3 separate regions of the Mus musculus genome follow, and all the other regions are linked to region 2. The links are chromatin contacts, called in public HiChIP or PLAC-seq and Micro-C maps. All regions are on one chromosome and are shown on one strand. The core of a region is the stretch at or near the end of the contact, and the rest is flanking DNA. Distances in the headings are between cores, read along the strand shown. Region 1 holds the start of Coq8a (coenzyme Q8A). Region 2 holds the start of Cdc42bpa (CDC42 binding protein kinase alpha). Region 3 overlaps Cdc42bpa (CDC42 binding protein kinase alpha).

Region 1 (3,305 bases), core at 155-2,654, 240 kb after region 2:
TGTCTTAAACTTCCCAACTACTTGTGGGCAAGTTGCACAGAGGTCCTGGCAGCATGGGGTGACCCTGTCTAGAGTCCTGCCTGCATAGTTCTCAACCAAATTTGCTCTTGGGGGTATTTTGCAATGTCAGGGGACATTTTCAGTTGTCACAATTGGTGGGATTGGGTGGCCGTGGGGGTGTCACTATTTGTCTAGTAGTACAAGCCAGGGATTCAGCTACACACCCTGCATAAGATAAGCAGGCACAGTAAACAAGATTAGGTCCAACATGTTAATAGTCTGGAGTTGGGAAGTTCTGTCTCAGGTGGTTCATTAGCTCAGAGAATGCACAGATTGCCTGCCTCGCTTTTGCTTTGTGTCACCTGGTCCACAAGTGGTCACAATTCAGCTGTCTTCATTATTCACAAGGCTAAATATAGCATCCAAAGCTACCCTCGGAGTCGTACAGACACTGCTCTTGTAAGCCAACAAACCCCTCTAGCCTCTTCTCAGAAGTGCCTTCCTCACTCCAAATGTTTCCCAACAACCTCCCTGCCAGCATGGCCGCCAGCCACAGCACAACTGGATGTCTGTCATGATCACTAGTCCAAATCCTCCGGCAAGAAGGTTGGCCTGACACACCCCAGCTCCAGAGTCCCGTTCCACAGACACCAAGTCCAAGTGAGCCTAAATCAATTTTCTACAGTGCTGCAAGCCCAACCCAGATTGGATGTCTGCACACAGCCTCTGCCCCTTCAGGCTGCCTAGCCAATGAAGGGTCCCAGAACCCAGACCCGCCCCTACAGCGTTCTCCCTCTGTCCCCTCACACTCTGAAGGTGGCTTGGTTGAGTTATGTGACAGCTTCTGTGCAAGAGAGTGCAGGAGCTGTCAAAACTGGTAGTGTGGCCATCAGTGTCTGGGAAAAACAAGAGGACGGACCAAAAAGAAACGAAGAAAAAGGAACAAGGAAGGGACTTCTTCCCAGACTTCACCCCAGCCGTGAAACCCAACAGCTGGCTCGGGCTTAGAAGTTGTAGTTCTGACACAAACTGCAGCCAGAGCACACAGTTCGAGGGTCTGAGAGTTCAGAACATTATTGGGAGAAAGGCAGCCACGTGCGTGGACGACGCAGAGGCCACAAGCAACCCTCTGCTCGCTGAGCCAGACCCGGGTCGGGAAAGGGCTGCACCGTACGCAGGCCGCACTGTCACTTGAAAGTATAAGAAGGGACCCCGGGGTGCTGAGGTTAGCAGCGGGCCGGCAGGCGACAGCCTTACCGGGCTGCAGGAAGGTAGCTCCTCCGTCCGCAACGCAACGCCTCCGCGCGCTCGCCCCGCTGCGAGCGCTCCGCACACTCTCCGCTTCTGTTTACCTTCTAGCCCGGGTGCGCACGCCGCGCTCCGCTTGCCCCGCCTCCGAGCCCTCCCATTGGCTGAGCCGCTGTTTGTTAGCTGCCCCGATGCCACAGGACGCAGTGGGAGCGTGCTTACCGCGTGCGCAGCTCACAGCCAATAGGGACTGAGGGTGGAATAAAAGCAACCAATGAGAGGCCGCCCTTGAAGGCCGCGGTCCCTAATCTGCCTGTTAGCTGTCTTTTCTCCCGGGCAGGGAAAAAAGCCTGCAGTTGTTCTGCGCCTGCGTTCTGAAGATTGACAAGCGTTCACCTGGCAGCCACGTGAGGGTCGCCTGGGTACCGACGCTAGCTCAGCTTCCTAGGGGTCGGGCCGGGAAGACCTCAGAAGTTTTGATGGGACCACAGAGGAACCCCCCAGGCCCCCGCCCCAGGACCTAGACTAGGCCCGGGTTGGTTTTTTGGTTTGGTTTGGTTTGGTTTGGTTTTTTGCCATGTGATGAGGCTTCTGCCTGGGTTCCTCCAAAAGCACTTGGCCTAGGGAAGTGTTATGGCGCTGACACCAAAGTTCTATACCCTTCAGCTCTGTATTTAGACTAATTGTGCTTGCTTATTATGAGCGCCAATAAAAAAACAATCCTTTTCCAAGGTGAAAAACAGCCCTGAGGAGTGCACTCAACACACACAACATTGACCCACAACATCCCTAAGGGACTGCTGACCCAGAAAAGATAGGGTTGCGACAGGTCCATGCCACCTTTGTACCAAATGGGAGAAAATACCTAGCCTTGGGGCCTTTCCAAGATGCTTCCGTGCCAGCTCAGCCCTTTCGCCCAGCAATGCTAGGCCAGCTTCCCTCTAACGAACCTAAGACAATCGCTCGCTTCTCCCATGGTTTATTTTCCGTTTTTCGACAGATTGATATGATTTGGACCATGTTTCAAACAAAACAAAACAAAAACTCTGAAAGTATTCTCTATGCTTACTGTCTCCACTTCTTTTTCCATCCTTCTCCACAAAATCAATCTAATAAGGCTTCGATAGTTCGGATCTTGAATATTTTTTCCTCAAAGACCACTTTGGTCCCAAAGGGAAGTAGGCATAGGGAGGCTGTCAAACATTTAGGAAGTATGGCCTGATGAAAGAAAGTCACATCACTGAGGTTGTGACTTTATAGGGAATATTAGGACCTGGGAGCCTTCTCTGCTCCCATGAGAAGCCAACAGCTACCATGAGGTGAGCAGCTCTGCCCACTACACCATCCTACCATGACTTGCTGCTTCATGAGAGACCCCAAAGTCACAGCCCAATGGACCAAGGCCTAAATAAATCTTTCCTATTTCTAAGTTGGTTATCTTGAGTATTTTGCTGCATTATAGAAAGCTAAGGCTTTTCTGTTTAAAATACAGGCTTTAAGCATGCAGATTGCTAGTCTGATCAAAACTGAGATGGGCTCTGCCATTATTTCTTGAGTCTCTCTGCCCAGGCTTATTTCTCCAAGACTCCCACTGTCTGTACTCCTATCCTTGGTGTTAGTCCCTGGGGTTGACGCTCTATTCATTTTCCTTCTTTTCCAAGCTGGGATAATGTCCATGGACTTATTTCCAGGGGTGGTCTTTCCCCAGCCTGCTCGGCTCCACAGGTAAACTAGTCACTTCACTCACCGTGGGTTTCAACCCCAACACATCTTATTATTCTTATTGTTTCCTTGTGTCTCTATTTTGGGGCACATCATTCTCCTACTTTTGTCTTGGTTTATTTTTTAGACATGCTTCCGATCAGTTCTTTGAATGTTTTTGAAATAGATGATCTAAGGGTTTTGCCTAGATAGTTAGCCCAGGATCTTTTTTTATTTCCTCTGTGTTTATTACTGTAGCTCTGTGTGTCTTGTACTGCTGTTAAAATCTGGCTATCTTAACACAACATGGCATCTTTGGAAATCAGATTCTCCCCAGGAGCCCTTATAATTGTTGT
Region 2 (3,003 bases), core at 13-2,512:
GGGCAGGGTGGGCAGGTAAACAGCGTCTGGAGCGGCTGTCTTGTCTTAGAGCGGTTGGAAGCCGAGGGTACCCTTGCGGGACCGACGGCATCTCCGCAGAAGTGGAGGAAGAAGGCCGGCTGGGGGGTGGTCACCGCGGGGACCCCGGGCGGCGGCGAGGCACCGTGGCGCAGTTCCCAGCCCGTGCCTCACCGAGCCAACCCGTTCCACACCCGAGTCGCCCCGGGGGACCCCGCTTCCCTGGCTGCGGCAGCCGCAGCGCCGCGGGCCGAGGCGATCCCCCTCCCCCGGGGCTCGGGCTCGGCTGGGCCGCAGCGCGCCGCTTCCAGCGGGGTCGGGGGGCGGGGCGCGCCGCCATTTTGGATCCGGACGGTCCGCGAGCCTCCGCCTGCGCGCCGCGGCGCCGGGAGCGGCCTCGGGGAGCCTAGGGCGCGGGCGCGGGCGGCGCGGGCGCGAGCGGCGCGGGCGGGAGGGCGGGCGGGGGAGGCGGGCAGAGGAGGAAGGGAGTGGTTGGGAGCCGGGCTGCGGCAGCCTCAGGTCTCCTCAGCGGCGGCAGCGCCCCCTCCTCCCGCGCCTCAGCCGCCTGCGTCCGTCGGGAAAGATGCCCTCAGCCCAAGGCTGGGAAGAAGGGACTCGAGTCGCCGCCCGAACCGCGGCTGCCGCCCGCGTCCTCTGAATTCGTCAGCGCAGCCCCTCGCCGAGGGGCGGCGGCGGCGGCGGCCGCAGGGCGCGAGCGGGAGCCCGGGCGCTGCGCCCGGCGGCACGGCGCGGCCCGCCAGCGGCCTCCGGCATGGAGCGGGCTCGCGCGGCCAAGTAGCCGCCGCCCCCGGAGCCCGGCGCGAGAGCCGCCCGCAGCCCGCCTCATCCCGGCTGCGCCGCCGGCCAGGCCCCGGGAGAAGCCGGGAGGAAGATGACGCGTCCTCGCCGCAGTCCGCTGGAAGCAAGACTCGCTGCAAAGCCCTAGGAAGAAAGAGCTCGGAGCGGAGGCTCGGCGTGCTCCGAGCCGAGCCGGGAGAACTGCTCCGGCAGCTGCCCTCCCTTTGCCGCGGAGGACTCGCCCAGGCGCTATCCGAGTGGAGGTTGGGAGCATTTGCAGAATTTTTGGCTTTCCCTCCCCCTCCATACGTTGCCCCCTCCTCCTTTTTCAATTTTTCTTCTTCCCGGGAAGTGAATTGCTGATGCCAAGGGGACTTTATTCATTAATGATGCAACTGGATTCGTTTCAGGATTATGTTGCACGAATTGAATTTTGAATGAAGGAGTTTTTTTTTTTTTTTTTAAGGAGTGTTGACTCTTTAGTTCGTTGTACTTTTAATTATTATTTTATTTAAATGTACAATTTAATTGTATTATTCTCTTAAAATATTAAATCTATATTTTATGGAAACTCACCCTCAAGATATATATGTTTATGGGTGAAATTGGAGACGCTTCCGTTAAGTGAGGTGACTGGTGTATTGGATGTTTAATTCAGCACCGGCATTGCATGACAGTTGTTGAAATAACAAGTGGTTTATTTTTAAAAACCACATCTTTAAACTTTTAGGTTCAGATAGTAACAGTAGACATCGTAAGGGCATTTAAAAGAAAACCAGCAGAAATCGAAGCAAACATGTCCGGAGAAGTGCGTTTGAGGCAGTTGGAGCAGTTTATTTTAGATGGGCCAGCTCAGACCAATGGGCAGTGCTTCAGTGTGGAGACGCTACTGGACATCCTCATCTGTCTTTACGATGAATGCAATAATTCTCCATTGAGAAGAGAGAAGAACATTCTTGAATATCTAGAATGGGGTAAGTTTTCTTCTAATGCGTTGCTGGGCGTGAGCATTATTAACTATAGTGAAAATGATGTGTATAGCCTTAACAACAGAACAAACGCCTATTAGTCAAGACTTCTCTCTCCTAGTTTTTCTTAACTGTTTGCCAGGGCAAAGCGGTGCCACTTAGTTGTTGCCTGGTTGTTTGGCCTTGCTGTTTGTGAACTCACTGCGTCTGGGGGGGGGGGGGGGCGGGCAGCAGCAGGAGCTTCAGAAGGAAGGCTGGGATTGGCAGAATTGGATTATTGAGCACAGTTGTCACAACCGTTCAGTGGGAGGGTATTTGTTGGTTGGAACATTCCTTCCCAGTCTTTGAAAATCACAGGAGATTTGAGGAGATGCTGAAGTCCCTGTGTTAATTTTAGGACAACAGGAATGTGGAGGTGGTGATCAGGGGGTTTAGTCTCATCTCTGGATAGCACTGGCAAAGGAAAGTACTAAACATGGACTTTCCAAAAATCACTAGGTTCCTGAGAAATAATAGAAATTATGTGTATGTGTGTGTGTAAAAAGATGTAGTTGGAGGATGTTTGGAGGCAGCTCCACCTGCCTTAGATTTTATTCTAAATTGAATTTGTGTCTATACTGGCTAGATGTGACCCAGGTGACCTATAGTAGTGGACTAGATCAGTGATGCGGGCAAACTCTGCATGTGACCTTCAAGGCTTGTCTGAACTCCAGGAGCCTCTGATGTCACTCACTCGTGTGAGGGAAGTCTGACATCCAGCAGTGGCCATCACTGCCCAGGCTGGTAGAGAGTGGTACCATAGCTCTGGAAGGATTTAGGCCATTTAGAATTTTGAGCTGTTGAAATACTTTTAGCTAGCTAAATGATTTTTATATCGACGATCTTTATTCCCAAGTAAACCTTAATTTTTCTGAAGTAAAAAATTTAAGTGGCCGTTGTTGTTTCTGTTTTCAAATTCATTCAAAATTTGTTTCTCAAGTCAACTCCCACTTTAAGAATGCTAACATGAAGCAATTTGAATTCTCCAGTTTTCCAGTATTAGATGAGTGATTGCTAGTAGCACGATGTTTCAGGGTTTAAAAGAAAATGTACAAATGTGCATGGGATGATTTCACAAAGCAGTTTGCCATCAGCGTGCTGGGAATGTAAGGAATCTTAAATCAGTTGTCAGGCAACTTCTCGCTTGAGAGTAGGTAATTTTTATGTTGGCACTGACTTT
Region 3 (2,963 bases), core at 293-2,792, 180 kb after region 2:
CAGTTCCTCCTGAGCAAACTAAAGGTCCACTGGGCATAGACCCCCAGAAGGGAGTTGGGACGGCGTATGAGGGTCATGTCAGGGTAAGTACCTTGTTTGTCACTTAATAAACATAGTGCTTAAGAGAAAAGTTAATTACTCGAACTCATTTAAATAATATTTTAACTAGAGTCATGATTACATGCAAATGAACTCTAGAATATCACAAACTGTTCTGTCTTTCTGTATCTCGAGATTTGCAAATGTTGCAGTCATCATAAAGGAGTCTTGGGGCTCTGGTCTTACCTAAGAGGGAGGGTTAAGTTAGGAACTATGACGATGTTGGTTTGCTAGCCAGAGTAACACGCACAGTGTGACCTGAGTGTCAGGTTCATCTTATAACCATGTCTGCTTGTTACGCTTTTCTCTAAAAGCCATGAGTGACCTGCATTTAGTGAGTTGTCAGTTCAGAGCCCTCAGAAGCTGCTGGGAACTACAGTGTTCCCACTTTCCCCTCACTGTTGGCCCCTTGTCACTCTTGCAGTCTTAGCAGCGAGAGAGCAGGCCCAGGATAGGCGGGCGCGCACAGACTTCAGGTGCCACCTGCAGCTCACCATAATTCTCATTTGAGTTTTGTCTGTTTGTTTGTCTGACTGAAACTGAACCAAGATCCCTAAGCCGGCGGGAGTGAAGAAAGGGTGGCAGAGAGCACTGGCTGTGGTCTGCGACTTCAAACTGTTTCTTTATGATATCGCAGAGGGAAAAGCATCGCAGCCCACCTCCGTCATTAGTCAAGTGATTGACATGAGGTAAGGGCGAGGAATAAAGACAGATCTGTCACAGCAGCGTAGATCAAGGTTTATGGTCTTTCTTCTAGGTTACTATGTTTTGGTAAAATAATTTTGTGTCAGTTTTCAGGTTTAGCCCTACAGCTACATACTAGAAAGTTAAGGGTGGTTCTAGGGCAAGTTGGTTTGTGTCTTGAGTATGTGGAGTCAAAGTTGACATCTAAAAGACCAGTTATGTAGTAAAAGAGTCCTAATTATGCGCTGTTCAAGTCATCGTCTGAAACTGCAAAGTGACTGAGTGTAAGTGAAGGGGTAACTCTCCCACGGCCCCTGGACAACGCACTAAAGCAGCCAACACCTGAGAGTCTGTCTCCCTAGCACCACTGTCCAGACTCTTCGTGTGCCCTCAACACCTCCCTCCTTTCCTAGAACCTCGGGCATTGTCCTGGGGGTGGTTATTTTCTCCCACAGCTTCAGGCATTGCTTCTGAATGGTGGGTCCCACTTGTCTCCTATTCAGGCACAGCCATTGCTAAAAATGCACATTCCCCCTATGCCTAGTATCTGAAGCACAGTGAAATACACAGGGAATATCAGCAAGGGCGATGTGGCAGACCTGAAAAGTGAGGAGCTAGCGCTAGCAAAGGGCCATTCCTCAGCCCACATGGTCACGGATAGCCTGGACAACAGCAAGACTGTCTGTTACAAGGAATGCAAGACGGAGTCAAGACTTAAAGGCAGAGGGAGTAGGGGACTCATGACTCATCGCAGGAGCAAGGAGTAAGCCACTCCTCACAGTCAGGGGAGCAGACACAGCACACATGAGACTCATTATGGCAGGCAGGAGAGTCATTAGGAATTCTGGAGGCTAACAAAAGCTGCTTCTGGCTGTGTGCTTCCTGGTCTTGTGTACCTTTGTGGGTCACTGTTATGTCTGGTGTAATGCACCACTGCCAGGTCACTCCTGATGAATTACCTTGAGTACTGTTAGTCATTATGTAGGGGAGTCTTGTACTTTGTTTTTTTGTTGTTGTTGTTTTGCTTTAAATTGAGCTTGGGTGTTTATACAGTTAAGCTTTGAGGATTGCTTTGTATATGTTATTTGGGTATATAAGCAAAACCATACACACACAGCAACATGTAACAACCTTAAATGTTTAACTTTTATTTCAGAGATGAAGAATTTTCTGTGAGTTCAGTCTTAGCTTCTGATGTTATTCACGCAAGTCGAAAAGATATCCCCTGTATATTCAGGGTAAGTCTATGAGTCGAAAAGATATCCCCTGTATATTCAGGGTAAGTCTGTGGATGACTGAGCACATACAGGCTTTGGGTTTGTGCACATTTGTTTGTGTGCACACATGTTTGTGTGCACATGCATGTGAAGGGTAGACGGTGACATCAGCTATCTTCCTTGACTGCTCTCCACATTGTTTACTGAGATGGAGTCTCACTGAACCTGCTGCTAGCAGCTGTAGCTAGTTTAGCTCGCCAGTTTGCCCCAGCCATTCCTGGCTCTACCTCTGGAGCTCTGGGGCAACAGACAAACCCACCTAGCTCTTACCTGGGTTCTGGGGATCCAAACTCTGACCCTCAGGTTTGTGTAGCATGTGCTTTATCCACTGAGCCAACTCTCCAGCACCTAATTACTTGTTTTTAATGAATATATTTTGCTACTCTGTATAAATCATAAAGTTACTGGAACAACACCTAGACCTAGTACTCATTTATGTATCCGTACCATCCATGGATGCAAAATTGTGCTAAGACTTGTAGAATACATCAGTGTTTCTAAAGTATTCTTCATGTTCTATAATGTTTTTGAGTCCCAGTTAACCTCTAAATAAATATTATCTCATGCAGTTCTTCAAATTAAAAAAAAAAAGTTGCTCTCTATAAAACTCTCATTGTAAAAATTGTGATTCAGTTGTCTACTTCTTTATAACAAATATTCCAAAATGTGAATAGTGCTCGTCTGTCTCTGTTGTGTATGAATCTTACATCCAAGGAAGGTCAGAGATTAAACCTAGTCTCTCACTTTCCAGGCCAGCAGCTGTTTATTCTCCCCTAGCTATCTAGGGAGCCTATAAAGGTTCACTTACCTGTAACTAATTTGCAGTAGAATTGTATTGTCACTGATGTTTAAAGCATATGTAAGTATGTAAAGGGTGTCTATACATTTATGTAGCGTGTATAT

The links. A called contact is a pair of places that touch in the nucleus more often than the background predicts. HiChIP or PLAC-seq counts read pairs in DNA pulled down with a chosen protein or histone mark.
Region 1: a contact with region 2 is called in a Micro-C map of embryonic stem cells, with 2.2 times the contacts expected there. The contact joins the promoter of Coq8a here to the promoter of Cdc42bpa in region 2. A contact is called at or near these places in 8 of 39 promoter capture datasets (3T3-L1-derived adipocytes, cranial neural crest, embryonic stem cells and 5 more), 2 of 484 Hi-C or Micro-C datasets (both in embryonic stem cells), 2 of 115 datasets of contacts at active chromatin or transcription factors (astrocytes and stem cell-derived neural progenitor cells) and 3 of 9 other capture datasets (adipose tissue, embryonic stem cells and pancreatic islet).
Region 3: a contact with region 2 is called in an H3K4me3 HiChIP or PLAC-seq map of embryonic limb bud, with 2.2 times the contacts expected there. The contact joins the enhancer-like site here to the promoter of Cdc42bpa in region 2. A contact is called at or near these places in 12 of 39 promoter capture datasets (the 3T3-L1 cell line, 3T3-L1-derived adipocytes, the HPC-7 cell line and 6 more), 5 of 484 Hi-C or Micro-C datasets (cerebral cortex, cortical neurons, embryonic fibroblasts and 2 more), 10 of 115 datasets of contacts at active chromatin or transcription factors (astrocytes, embryonic forebrain, embryonic limb bud and 6 more) and 3 of 9 other capture datasets (adipose tissue, liver and pancreatic islet).

Annotation. Positions count from the first base shown.
Region 1 is chr1:180,194,616-180,197,920 of GRCm38.p6, forward strand. It overlaps Coq8a (coenzyme Q8A), which reads right to left and starts at 1,405. Exons shown (of 15, transcript NM_023341.3): 1 at 1,258-1,405.
Region 2 is chr1:179,959,498-179,962,500 of GRCm38.p6, forward strand. It overlaps Cdc42bpa (CDC42 binding protein kinase alpha), which reads left to right and starts at 1,263. Exons shown (of 37, transcript NM_001359541.1): 1 at 1,263-1,790. The coding sequence starts at 1,613.
Region 3 is chr1:180,137,784-180,140,746 of GRCm38.p6, forward strand. Cdc42bpa (CDC42 binding protein kinase alpha) reads left to right here. Exons shown (of 37, transcript NM_001359541.1): 24 at 1-83; 25 at 649-788; 26 at 1,940-2,021. Among named protein-coding and RNA genes, the nearest start is that of Gm38331, 9.1 kb to the right of the region's middle. Within about 2 kb of position 1,543, at least 33 of the 459 cell types and tissues checked have an H3K27ac peak or open chromatin away from gene starts, as enhancers often do. A contact at or near this core is called in embryonic limb bud, pancreatic cancer cells and second pharyngeal arch cranial neural crest, where this site is marked.